Regions from separate parts of the Sus scrofa genome. Here region 1 is linked to region 2. The links are chromatin contacts, called in public HiChIP or PLAC-seq maps. All regions are on one chromosome and are shown on one strand. Each heading gives the region's core, a stretch centred on a gene start, on an enhancer-like site or on the middle of the called end of the contact. The rest is flanking DNA. Distances are from core to core; before and after follow the strand shown. Region 1 overlaps DAB2 (disabled homolog 2). Region 2 overlaps DAB2 (disabled homolog 2).

Region 1 (3,626 bases), core at 520-3,019, 110 kb after region 2:
TACAAACAAAATACAGTTTCAGGTGTTGCAGGTTTTGTCTTTATATCAAAAACATCTTGACCAAATTTTATTTAAAACATTAAATTGTCAAGTGATATTAGCTTTGGACTAAATTATGTCACTTTAATGGGCTGCTCTGATATCATGCAGAGCTTAATCTGCCTCTGCCCTTTGTTTCTGCCCTTTCTTGTCTACTTGTCAGTCAAAATATGAAGGCCAAGAAGTATGTAGTTCCCTGGATAATTACTGCTGTGTCGGACTGAATCATGTAAAATTTCACATTCTCTAACTTGTAATTTAGAAATCATTAACAAACGTAGACATTAATAATATGTAAATGATTGCATACCTATGTTCCCATAAAACTTTATTACGCAAAAAAAAGAAAAGAAATTTGATAATGCCTTAAATCTGAATTTGGAGCTTCTAATGTTTAATTAGCATGCACCATAAAACATCAATTTCCCAAGTTTTGTTCTCTACAGATGGGATATTCTATGTCAGGGGATATATTTTTAGGTGGTAATCCTCAAGGCCATTTCTGACTTGTACATGAACTCTTTAAAATTAATCCACTGGGCGACTGGATTATTTAATGCAAGGAGTGATTAAAGATGGTACCTAAAACAGGTATCATGATTCCAAAAGTGCCTGACTTTTCCCACCACTTTCAAGGTGTATTAATGGATGTGACAGCTTTAAATGACTGGTGAAATAAGAATTCAAGCTATGGTTTTTAAACATTTTTGTGGAAAGATTTTAATGCATTTCCCAGTAGACAGTTCAGCTGAGATGGTCTTTTATTATCTAGCATGGATGATTTAAGAATCTACATTTTAATAAAGATACAAATGAACTTATTTAAAGAAACAAATAGATTCACGAGACATAGAAAACAAAGTTATGGTTACCAAAGGGGAAAGACGGTGGGGAGGGATAAATTAGGAAATTGAGATTAACACACACACACTACTGTATGTAAGAGAGATAACCAACAAGGACCTACTGTATAGCACAGAGAACTATACTCCATATTTTGCAATAACCTATAAGGGAAAGAATCTCAAAAAGAGTAGATATATCTGGGTATATGTATAACTGAATCACTTTGCTGAACACCTGAAATATTGTAAATCAACTATACTTTGATAAAAATAAATAAAAAATAAAAATTTTAACAACAAAATCTATGTTTAATAAACACATAAAAGACACACCCTACTTTAGCTATGTGTGATTATATGTAGGTCTGTCTGTACATACAGATGTACATATACATGTATAGTTTTGACACATCCCACTTTAGCTATGTAACAGTATCAGTATCCTATATGTATGATTTTAAACTCTATTTTAGCTGTGTGTTGGTTTTTCCCCTTCTGACCATATAATTCTATTTTAAATATGAAGTAAAATGGCTTAAGATATTAATTATAGAAACAAGCTTCCCTGAGTCATGCAGTGACCTTCCTCTACCCTACCTCCACCCCACTGCCTCCCACTGTTATTTTTGCATAACCCACTTTCTTTAATGAAACAGAGATTTCCTTTCCAAGAAATGAGCGCAAGCTCAGACTGAAAAGATGAAAATGCTGATGGTAGTGTCTAGTCTATCCAAGTTCATTTTTCCAGGTATGTGTTCTCTATGCACTGTCATTCTGCTGGTGGCGTAAGAGTCAATTCTTACAGTAGAATTGTCTCCTATCTCTAAGGAAACCAAGAATGACCATTAAGAAAAAAATACATATGAAATTACACTGCTGAGAATTTTTACGCCCCCCTCCTCTGACGGTAGAAGGACCGTTGTCTTGCAAAGGCAAAACTAGCAAGAATTTTACACTTTTTGCTTAAACATTAAACAGATATATGTCCATTTAAAATTTCTGCCCTGAATAAAGTAGACAGATGGATTTTACCTCAGGAAAAGGTGGAACGAATTTCCTTTAAGTGTGAGCTGGGTAGAAGGCACTGTTTTGTCTTTTCATCTCAGGTTTGATCTAGAGGAAGTAAGAGGCTTTATCTCTGAGTCTGAAGAATTAAAGGAGGATGAAAACGGGATTACAGTATTTGATACGGACTCCCTATTGTTTTGTGTCATGATTTAAATCATTTGTTCACAGTTGGTCACAAGACCTCAGTCTCTATTCCATGCTAGGAATGTATTCTTTCAAAAACAGGAAGCAACACTTGAAGTAACTGCAGATTTACAGTGACTACCAGGCTGAGCCCTGGTCTTTGTCGCTGCTTTCCTGTTGTGGTCTGGAGGAAGTGGCAAAGAGAAAAGAGAGAAGGTGGGGGAGGCGGCTTAATTACAATGAAGGGTTAGACTGAGCCTGACTCCATCTTAGTGGACTGGGTGATGAAAACACTTTAAACAGTTGCCAACAGTTTAAAACAGTTGAAAGTATGTGACATCTCACCTACATCAACAAGCAGGAGTTAAAGGTTAAATCACACACACTCAAGTGCTGGGAAAAGGATATGTTTATGTCATCAACTTTCTTTGTTCTAGGCCCACCCTATGTCAACAGGAGGACAGACACATTCCCTGGTTGGAGCCATCAGGGACAATAGAGACTGATCCACAATTTGTGCATGACAAATCCCCTCCTATGCACTTGTAGTTTGCTCCTAGTTCCATGGATTTCTTCATGGTTTTCTACATATTTTCAAATAGCTATGTATTTAGAACAATGTGATTTTGATCTTTTTTCTTTCTTCATCCAGATTCTTGGGGTCCCAAGTATGAAGCTTATTTTACTTTGTTTGTCTTTTTTTTACAGCCACTCCCTCAGCATATGGAGGTTCCCAGGCTAGGGGTCAAATCAGAGCTGTAGCTGCTGGCCTACACCACAGCCAACAACAATGCGGGATCCGAGCTGCATCTGTGACCTACAACATAGCCACAGCAACGCCAGATCATCAGCGCACTGAGTGAGGTCAGGGATAGAACCTGCATCCTCATGAATGCTAGTCATAATCGTTTCTGCTGAGCCACAATGGGAACTCCTAAAGCTTAGTTCAAAAGGAGAAAAATCTTGGAAGGGGAAGGTTTTTTCTTTTTACCAGCTTTCTATGTTGACTCCAAATTCAGTGAGTACCCACTTTAAAATCCTTTAGGTGGTATGGGTGTATAACTGGTGCTCACACATGAGAAGGACTTTTTGGGAAAAGCATTTAGTGCCCTTCACAAAGTTCTGAAAGGTTGAGTAGGAGATTTCTTGACCAAGTTAAGAAATATTTAATTTTTTTTTTTTGTCTTTTTGTATTTTCTAGGGCTGCACCCATGGCATATGGAGGTTCCCAGGCTAGGGGTCTAATCAGAGCTGTAGCCACCGGCCTACACCAGAGCAACAGCAATGCCAGATCCGAGCCACGTCTGCAACCTACACCACAGCTCACCGCAATGCCAGATCCTTAACCCACTGGGCGAGGCCAGGGATCGAACCTGCAAACTCATGGTTCCTAGTTGGATTCGTTAACCACTGAGCCACAACGGGAACTCCAAGAAATATTTAAATTGAAGTTCTGAAGAAAAGAAAATATACCTAAAAGAGCTATGCAAAACTATCATCAAGGAGACCAACAGGTATGTCATGGAAGGAAAAAAAAAATGTATAGAAAAA
Region 2 (3,916 bases), core at 1,210-3,709:
TCCTTTACCGTTAAGGAGAGGCCTTCATGGGCACTTTGGCATGGCTTGAAAAAACAAAATAAAAAGTTTTATAGGTTAGAGAAAACCATCTGGTTCAAAGGTAATGATCTAGTTTGCAGAATTTTTTTTTTTTAAAGATGTAACTGGGATAGTCTCCTAATAAATGCAAATTAATTATATTTTGAAAAACTCTCAAATGGGAGTTCTTTTGTGGTGCATTGGGCCAAGGATCTAGTGTTGTCACTGTTGTGGCTCTGTCATGGCATAGATTTGATCCCTGGCCTGGGAACTTCCACATGCTCTAGGAGAGGCCAAAAAATAAAAATTAAAATTAAAAAACCCAAAGGAAAGGAAAAAAATTGGAAACAAGCTGATAATATGAAACTAAGGAGGAGGTTGATTTTCCAAGAATCGAGAAAGAAATACTTAAGATAGTAGGAAAAATGTAAAGGTCTCTGCTTTTTCATCTTTCTGAGATTCAGTTAAACTGAGTTATGTTTAAATGCTTTGCTTTATTACTTTCATGGCTGTAGGAATTCAGTTACTTTGTTATGCTTTCCACTGAACAACTGAATTATGAACATTAATGTGAAGGGCTTGTTGAAATACAGCTGGATGGGCCCTACTACTCATATTTGGTTCAGTGGATCTGGGATGGGAACAGAGAATTTGCATTTCTAACAAGTTCCCAAGTGATGCTGATGTAGCTGGTCTGGGGACCACACTCTAAGAACCAGAACCAGTCTTAGCTGAGTTCTCTCTGGTCATGAACTACATTTAGCTAACTAAGTGTCCCATTTTTTTTTTTTTTTTTTTTTTTTTTTTTGTCTTTTTAGGGCCATACCCGCAGCATATGGAGGTTCCCAGGCTAGGGGTGAAGTTGAAGCTACAGCTGCAGGCCTACACCACAGCCACAGCAACGTGGGATCTGAGCCGCATCTTCGACCTACACCATAGATCACGGCAATACCAGATCCTTACCCTACTGAGCGGGGTCAGGAATCGAACCCAAGTCCTCGTGGATAATAGGTTCATTAACTGCTGAGTCACAATAGGAACTCCTAAGTGTCCCATCTTGAAAGAATGAATGAATTTAACAGTTAAATGAGAACTTATGGCAGTTCATCTGTTACATGAAGATCTAAGTCTGCATCATATTGCTAAGGAGAAGTAAGATAGCTTTTTACCCAGAGAAAATATTAAGCCATAAACCCCTCACTCCAATCCCTTCCAGGCTGGAGAACGTTTCAAACCCAGCTTTTCCAGTCTTCTTACTTCCTAATCTACCTGCTCCTTTTTCTCCATCGTTACCTAAAAATCTAAGTGACAGCGCTCATGCATTCTGCCTCCTGGTAACGTCCCTGCAGGTGACACTCACTCAGCACCACCCCATTCCACCCCCCAGTTCACTCAAAATTTTACAGTAGTTAAAGGTCACTTGCCGCTAGCTAGCTTAGGGGCTAAGTTATAAGTTATGGCAGCAGAGAAACATTGCCAGGCTGCTTCTATATTGAGACAATAGCTTTTATGTTCCTGAAGCTTCATAAGCCCTACTGTTTCTCTATTGCAACAATGTAGGAATTAGCAAGAATTTGAACATTTGGAGTAAAATTTTGGATTAGAATAAGTTGGGAAGAAGAGGAAAAGGATAAGCTGGGTAGAGAGGAGATTCTACCTCACTTAATGAAAAAGTAACTTCCATTTTCAGACCAGGAAGCAATTTGTTCAGATTTTGCTTACCCTGGAGTCTCAGGCTTCCTTCCAAGGTAGGAGAAAGAGTCAGGAAGGGGAGTAACCATGGCAACCTGCCCAGCTATGAGGGCAAGGACAGTATGGGGCTCTACTGACTCAGACTTTTTATTTCTAGCCGAGGCCCTCAGTTTAGTCCGGGTGGTCCCTCCTTTCCCACTTCCTTCTGCTATGATGCTGACTTCAGGGGGAAGGATTGCTCCCTTTCTGTAGAGAGTCTGGGGGCGGGGGAGGGAGGTGGGAAAGACTTAAATGAGACCAGAGGAGGTCAGCTTGACCAAACTAAACTGCAGGCGCCAGGCAGAGAACAGAGAGTAACTCTCAGTCCGTTTCGCATAAGCCCAGCAAACTCCCTGGCTTTGTTAATATTAGGTGCTTAAGTGATTAACATTTTTCAGGTAGGCGGGTGGGGTCCAACTTTGACAAAGAAATTCCCTATTCCACTGTCAGTTTTCACCCAGGTACATAATTCAGTGGTTCAGTGGTTCAGGGAGCAAAATGAAAACAAAACATAAAATAAAGCATTCTAAGCACATTAGATTACCAGTCTTCCCAATAAGCCTTGGGGGTAGGTATTATTATTCTTTCCAGATAAGAAAGCTTAAGTACAGAGAGATGATGCAATCTGCTCATGGTCACATGAGCACCAGTGCTGTCTGTGGGATTTGAACTGAGGCAATGGGCTCCAGAACCCACACTCTCAACCACCACTCCCACCACTCAGCTGTGCTAGGTGGGAAGGGGAAGCCAGCCTGTGTGCTTGCCCCTTATGTCCATACTTAGCGTCATTTGTTCCCCTCACCAGAAATTAGCATGTCCTCTGTAGAAGGGGACTAGATGGCCTCCTTTCCTTCTGAGTCACAGGACTAATCCAGGCAGGATACATTACCATGAGTTAGGTTTCCCTTAAGCCGACAGATCTGACACTACAGCTATTTCAACTAAATGTGACTCCTGCCTACCTCTGTGCAGTTCAGTGGCACAGCTTCGACTTTAGAATTACACAGCAGTGCTCAAGAATTTTCAAATACCACATCCTGTTACACAGGTGTTTCATACTGCCAGTCGAGTTCTCATTCTGGTTCTGCCTGGAGGGTAGAACACCTTATGCGTTTGGTCAAATATCAAAACCTCCCCAACCAGTCCACTTTCAAGCCTTCCACTGGCCATTAGGGCAACTTAACACCCTGGAGAGCTCTGTCTTTGGCACCCTTCTCAAATCTTTCAGCATCTTATTTTTGTCTCCAAGAAAAGCATTAATTAAATCCTCAAGTCAGGAGAGACTGAGGAAGGGAAACACATGAAACCTTCAAAGCTATTCTGGTAAAAAATATTGGTGGTAGCAAGGACAGGCTTACAGACATATGAGGGGAGAAGGAGAAATGAAGCAGTGCATACTGGCTGTACCACTAACAGCCTGTGTCTTCGCAAAGCCTCCTGCTGACCAAAGCTTCTGCCTTCCTGCTTTCTAAATCTTCAGGTAACTGCGGCCGAGGAGGCCCATAAATATCACCCCAACTGGCTGGTCAGTAGCTTCCAGGGATCCCTGGACCCCCTCAAGCCAACGAGCATCTTAAAAGCAATTCCCTTCAACCCAAACAAGATGGCTGAAATCCATTCAACCTCTTGGACAACACAAGTAAGCTAATGCACAGGAATTTAGGCTTTTAGTTGAATCCACAACTATAAAAAGTTTTGAGTGGAAATGCAGACTCTGGATTCTGCCCTTAACAAATGAGGCAAGGCTTTGAATAAGTGCCATGCTCCTGTCCCTCTCTCACATCGTCAGGAGAAGATCTGATGGGTCCAAGATCATCAGAATGGCAACGACCAGTGTGTCAAGGCTCAAAGTTGGAAGACGTTCCCTTCCCATCTGCCTGTTCTGGCCATACATTAAAATGGAGAAGGGTATAGCTTAAGAAGAACTGATTTCTTAGGCAGCCATTTGGATAAGAAGAGACAGGGCCGGGAGTGGGAAGGGAAGGGGAAGTGAAGTTATTCATCACCAACAGGAAAAAAAACGAGACTGCTCTAGGAGGATCCCGATTAGGGATGTAGAAGAAATAACCTGTACCAGAAATACACACTGGGGAAAACCACCAGGCCTCCTTTGTGCTCTCCCAACAAGACTATCCACACTGCACAGGGCACAGTGTATTAAACGTAG

Evidence for each region. HiChIP or PLAC-seq counts read pairs in DNA pulled down with a chosen protein or histone mark.
Region 1: a contact with region 2 is called in an H3K27ac HiChIP or PLAC-seq map of alveolar macrophages. The contact joins two enhancer-like sites. A contact is called at or near these places in 1 of 5 promoter capture datasets (liver), 8 of 47 Hi-C or Micro-C datasets (alveolar macrophages, brain, heart right ventricle and 4 more) and 2 of 2 datasets of contacts at active chromatin or transcription factors (alveolar macrophages and skeletal muscle).

The regions. Positions count from the first base shown.
Region 1 is chr16:24,753,667-24,757,292 of Sscrofa11.1, forward strand. The region is part of intron 1 of DAB2 (disabled homolog 2); the gene reads right to left. All of the region lies in intron 2 of LOC102163534 (a long non-coding RNA gene), which reads left to right. Among named protein-coding and RNA genes, the nearest start is that of DAB2, 21 kb to the right of the region's middle. Within about 2 kb of position 1,770, at least 25 of the 83 cell types and tissues checked have an H3K27ac peak or open chromatin away from gene starts, as enhancers often do. A contact at or near this core is called in alveolar macrophages, where this site is marked.
Region 2 is chr16:24,640,207-24,644,122 of Sscrofa11.1, forward strand. The region is part of intron 2 of DAB2 (disabled homolog 2); the gene reads right to left. Among named protein-coding and RNA genes, the nearest start is that of C9, 66 kb to the left of the region's middle. Within about 2 kb of position 2,460, at least 17 of the 83 cell types and tissues checked have an H3K27ac peak or open chromatin away from gene starts, as enhancers often do. A contact at or near this core is called in alveolar macrophages, where this site is marked.